Regions from separate parts of the Mus musculus genome. Here region 1 is linked to region 2. A link is a contact called in public HiChIP or PLAC-seq data. All regions are on one chromosome and are shown on one strand. Each heading gives the region's core, a stretch centred on a gene start, on an enhancer-like site or on the middle of the called end of the contact. The rest is flanking DNA. Distances are from core to core; before and after follow the strand shown.

Region 1 (2,700 bases), core at 74-2,573, 130 kb before region 2:
AAATGGCATGATCTATTCCCACCCTGCCCCCTCATGCTGGAGCTGGGCACTCTGCTCCCTCCCAGGAGAAAACTACCAAGAAAGCTCCTGAAGAGCAGCCTTTTAAAGACATTGCCCTAATTCTGGGCTAATGTTTGTTGTTTTCTCAGAAACAGCAAGCCTGGGTCCTTTTTTCACTAGTATGTAGATTTCTTGTTCATGACCAGGGACAAATGTACTTGCGGATTTGTTTTCTTTCTTTCTTTCTTTCTTTCTTTCTTTCTTTCTTTCTTTCTTTCTTTCTTTCTTTCTTTCTGTCTGTCTGTCTGTCTGTCTGTCTGTCTGTCTGTCTTCTCTCTCTCTCTTTCTATCTCTCTCTCTCTCTCCACCTCCTCCTCCCCCTCCATCTCCTCCTTCCTCCTCCCCTCCCTTCCCCTCCCTCCCTCCCTCCCCTCTCTCCCTTCCTCCCCTCCCTCCCTCCCTCTCTCCCTCCCTACTTCCTTCCTTCCTTCCTTCCTTCCTTCCTTCCTTCCTCCCTTCCTTCCTTCCTTCCTCTCTCTCTCTCTCTCTAATACATTATCTAACCACAGACTGAAAGTGTCCTTCAGAACACATAGAGTAAAGCTTACTATTATCTAGTTCTCAGCCATTCTGGGAACAGTGCCAATGTTTTATATGGGTAAATTGCATTTAAACTACCTGACAATTCTGAAGGACCTAGACATAGAGGAAAACATCCCAAGGAGGTTAGAGACTCAGCTAGAGCTGCTAAGGGAGGCCAGGGCTGAGGTCAGACTTCCACTGTGTCTTACTTAGCCCTTAACCCTTCAATGCCCTTAAGCCATCCTCTTAGAACAATGAATTTGGAGTAAGATGGGTAAAAAAGCCAGAATGGGTAATCTCACTTGACTCTTGGGTTCCTTTCAGATTCCATTAGAAAGTGAGTTTTGTCTCTGAAGAAGGAAAATTAGACTGGCTGTTCACCTTCCATTGGACACTAGATAGAAAGAACCAAGAGACTAAAAATCAAAGTCCTGGGTTTAGATACAAGTGAAGGAAAACTTGTCTATCAGGTGCCCATAAATGAAGCACATAGATAAATTAAGATTCAGTTTCTTCTATACTTATACACATCACATATGCATTTTGAACCACATATGTAAGTCTATATAAGGTGAATAAGTGTAATTATCACTGAGCAGGGAGCCGGGAGCAAATATAAGAAAACAATTGTACTCTATCATAGGATTGATTTCTGTCAGTGCAACCTTCACAGAGGATCACCTACAGGCTGGAATAGCTAAGGACACTCTCATTTGTAAGAACTAACATGGGGATGGATTGATGACTCAGTCGGGAAAGCCCTTGCCACTCAAGCACTCACATAACAAACTGGGCATAGAGGCAAGCAGTGCAAGTTGTGGTCAAACCTGGGCAGGAGCCTGAGAGCCTGGTGGCAGGGACACAAGATTTCCAGTGTTCACAGAACATTTTCCTCAAGGCGCCAAGCATTTCTCAAGACAACCCTGGCAGTTTATTATTTGGGTACAGAATGATTGGCACCTTGTGAGCAGAAAATTGGAAATAGGGCTCTAGACAGCCAATGACCCTCAGGCCACTGCAACATGTTCAGTAGTGTGACTAAGCTGTTGCTTAGTGACCAGCAGTGGAACTATAATTCCACACACCTCGTGGTAGCTGAGCTGACTCATGGCTGAGCTCTGTGACTTTGTATACACAGATGCCTTGTATATACATGATGACAAGCAAGTTATTCAGAGTCTCTGATATCCACTCCCTCAGACCCCAGTCCCCTGACATTAGTTTCAACTCCACATTTGATGTGGTTTGAGGGTTTTATTCTTTCCTGGTCTGCCTTGCTTCATTAGTTGTAGTATTTTACTTCTTATAAGTAGGATGTAAGTAGGAACTCTTTCTATGAGCTAGCCATCTTTTATAAAGACATTTTCATGTTGAAGAACTAAAGAGTCCCTATTTCCAAGGCTTAGCCATAAGTTGAGCTAGCTCTACATTCTGACCCATGCTTTACCTTGCCCAGTGGTATAGAGAGAGATATATGCTTACTTACCTTTTATCAAAGAAAATATGTTGGGCAGGGAAGACATTCAGAGTGAATGTTTATTATTGACATGTACACGGCTGTGTTAAGGACCCCAATGTCTCAGACCCATGGAGATGGTGACGCCTTCCATTCCAAGTATGAATTTTAGAAGTGATTGACTTTTGGCTAAAACTAGTGTAGGCAGAAATGAACAACCACAGCTTCTTCCTCCAGGATGACAGCAAGTTGAAACTGCTTTCCTACAGAGGCCTCCTTCCAAGGTTAGCCAACTCATCTCCTCTTCCTTCAGCTGTATACAATAAACCCATGTCCTCTTCAGCAGTATTAATAAGTGTGCAGAATTTTTGGGCTGATGGTCATCAGAGCATACAGGGCACTGGAACCCAGCCTTTCTGTACATGTTGGTATTCAATTACATGGCAACAGCCAGATAGACATGGCCCACTATAAAAGGGACTGCTTGTCCCTTCCTCTCTCTGTGTATTACTCCTGCTTTTCTCCCTTGCCTCTTGCCCCCTTGCTGCCCTTCTCTCCCCATTCCTTTACTCCCTCTCTCTACGTGGTCATGGCTGATCTCTACTTCTCTACTCTTTCCTTCTCTCTGCTTTTCTCTGCCTCTACTATTCTCTTAACTCCCT
Region 2 (2,710 bases), core at 57-2,556:
TAAGCACACAGCAGTTGTGGACACAAGGTGCCAGGCCCAAGTGCAGGAAATCACTAAAGCTGAGGGTGGGGGTCACGAAAGGGGAAAAACTCAACCGAAAAACATTGTGGGAAGGTATCTGTGGCTTAGAAGGCGAAAGGAGGAGCGTACAAAAACCAAATCAAAAGACTTAAACAAACAACCAGCCTGGGTGTTGAAAGGGTGAACTGTTAAGAAGCAAAAGACGCAAAATTTCTACAAAATGGTATTCTGAGGATATCTCACATGTATGACAGCAAATGTGATTAAATGCGCAGACCTGCAAAAGACTGGACCTAACAATACTTCCTTGTCCTCACCCCTCCCTGAGGATTTGTGGGCAGTGAACAGTTGGTAAGTGGTTGAGAGATATTTTCTAGTGTCCTGTTGCCACTAATTATATGCCCGGGCTCCTGTAATTAATCCCTCGGTAAATAACCCTAACGAAGTTCCTTGGCTTACCAAACGATAGACTTTTGTCTATCCTAGAGCAGCTAGGAAAGAAGGGAGTTATCGTGGGAGAGGGACAGGAAAGAAACAATGGAGGATATGTTCAAAATACATATGCATGTGTGAAAATGCCATAATGAAACTCATTAGGATGTATAATTAATATATACTGATACAAAAACTTAAAGAAAGCCAACGATAAAGCGCCATTCATTAAATCTTTAGAAAAACGATGTCAAAAGCCATCTGATTGAAATACATCACGGTAACCCATCAGTTGATATTGATTGGGAATGGCACACAGAGTTGCAGGGTGGGGAAAGAGTTTCGGATCTGACCTATTTCTGGTACATCCACCAGGCGCAAGGGGGAAACGGGAAAACTCTGGGAGGCGAGCGGGAGCCCCGCTGCTGTCCCGCAGGAACCTCCGCCACGGAGACTGGATTATCTGATGCTCCTTCAGGCCATCTCCCGCAGTCTGCTGGCTGCAGACACAGAGGCCGCTGCAAGGCAAAGGCCTGGTAGCAAAATCAGTGTTTGCTCTGCTCCTCCCTTCCGGGGCACCCGAGGACGCCAGGTCCGTGCAGCCGCCCAACTCCGCCCTAGGCCGAGCCGACCAGGCCCGCCCGGCGCCCCCTCGGAGCGCAGACTCCCGCCTACTCAACCCTCCGCGCAGCCTCGCGACCATTGCTCACCATCTCCATGGCTCTCCTGCATCTCCAGCACCCGTGATTTCGTAAGGGCCACCGGGGCTTCCAAAAGCTGGAAAACACGCTCACATTTTCCAACACAAAGGTCGCGTACGGGATGTGGACTCGCGATATTGTCAAGGCTCTGTGAACTTGATTGGCGGGTTCTCAGCCAATACTTTTCCAGCAAAGTGACTGCCATCACTCCCGCCCCGCCCTCCTGATCTTGATTGACATCAGATAGCACCAACCCACGGCCGAATGAGGTCCGAAAGGCAAGTTCTAGGATGAACCTGTTTTTGAGGCGGGCTTCGACGGATTTAGTTTCCAGGGCGACCTGTGGCTTTTCCTTCTTCGTTATGCCTTGCGACTCATCACTTGTACTTGTGTAATCATATGGTCCACAAGTCAGGGAACATAACGACAATTAATTTTATATTTCCTAGACCATGTTTGGACTCGGATCTCCTTCCTGGGTTTTGAGATAGGAAGCATTCCCAAGTCAGCAGTGTCCAGTACAAATGAGAGGTTCAGTTTAAACTATTCTAGTGTTCATTTTAAGAAATTTAAAGAGCGGTGTGTGCTAGAGCACGCTTCATATCCGAGTGCTGAACAGGCATTAACATGTTCAGGGGCCAGTGAGGATGTACCCTTCCCTCATAATCAGCTTGAAAGGAGACCCTTCTTTCCCTGGTAGCACTAATTTTTTTAGAAAAGGAAGCATCAAACGGATGTTACAAATGGCTTGGGATATCAGGATTGTACCTAATATGATGCTAGTAGAAAAGGGAAAAATTCTTGTGTTATGCTTGCTTAAAGATTTTATTTCATATAATACAGTTTCTAATGTGACAGTTATCAAGGGCCCTTCAAGATTAATGACACTTGCTAATATATTAGTGGAGAATTTAGTAATTGATGATCCAATTATGGACTATGGCTAGAAGGATGGTTTAGAAGATAGAAAGGGTTGATGTCTTTGGTCCTAAATTCTCTTGTAATTATAATGGAAATATTAACTGCAGTAGGATGCTGCTTGCTTGCTTGTTTTCTTCCTTCCTTTCTTTTGTCAGTGACCTTTTAAATTTTTTTTAAGATTTGTTCTTATTTTGTTTATTCTTTATTCTTCTATCATATATTTTACATCCCCATGGTAGTCCTCCCCCCAACTTCCCTTCTCCCCCATATCCAACTAGCCTCCTCCCCTCAGGGAAGAGCAGACCTCCCAGGGACCAAACACTGCATACAAGCTACAATAAGACTTCACTCACATCAAGGCTGTATGAGGCAATCCAGTAGGATGGAAAGGGTCCCACAGGTAGACAACAGTATCAGTGACAACTCCTGTTCTCACTGTTAGGAATTCCACAAGAGACCAAGCTACTCAACAATAACTGATATGCAGAAGACCTAGGTCAGATCCCTACATGCTCTCTGATCTCTGAGAGCCTCGACGAGCTCCAGTCAGTTGATTCTGTGGGCCATGTTCCTGTGGTATCCCTGATCCCTCTGGTTCCTCCGATCCTTCTTCCTCTTCCTCCACCTCCTCCCAC

The links. HiChIP or PLAC-seq counts read pairs in DNA pulled down with a chosen protein or histone mark.
Region 1: a contact with region 2 is called in a CTCF HiChIP or PLAC-seq map of the NIH/3T3 cell line, with 13 read pairs. The contact joins the enhancer-like site here to the promoter of Zfp386 in region 2. A contact is called at or near these places in 17 of 39 promoter capture datasets (the C10 cell line, the HPC-7 cell line, HPC-7-derived erythroid cells and 12 more), 1 of 15 datasets of contacts at CTCF or cohesin (the NIH/3T3 cell line), 5 of 484 Hi-C or Micro-C datasets (B cells, bone marrow-derived dendritic cells, group 2 innate lymphoid cells and 2 more), 8 of 115 datasets of contacts at active chromatin or transcription factors (Th17 cells, astrocytes, effector CD8 T cells and 3 more) and 3 of 9 other capture datasets (adipose tissue, liver and pancreatic islet).

Annotation. Positions count from the first base shown.
Region 1 is chr12:116,180,529-116,183,228 of GRCm38.p6, reverse strand. No RefSeq gene overlaps it. Among named protein-coding and RNA genes, the nearest start is that of Gm23732, 8.6 kb to the right of the region's middle. Within about 2 kb of position 1,323, at least 63 of the 459 cell types and tissues checked have an H3K27ac peak or open chromatin away from gene starts, as enhancers often do. A contact at or near this core is called in the NIH/3T3 cell line and astrocytes, where this site is marked.
Region 2 is chr12:116,046,320-116,049,029 of GRCm38.p6, reverse strand. Zfp386 (zinc finger protein 386 (Kruppel-like)) reads right to left here and starts at 1,306. Exons shown (of 3, transcript NM_019565.4): 1 at 1,164-1,306. The coding sequence starts at 1,172.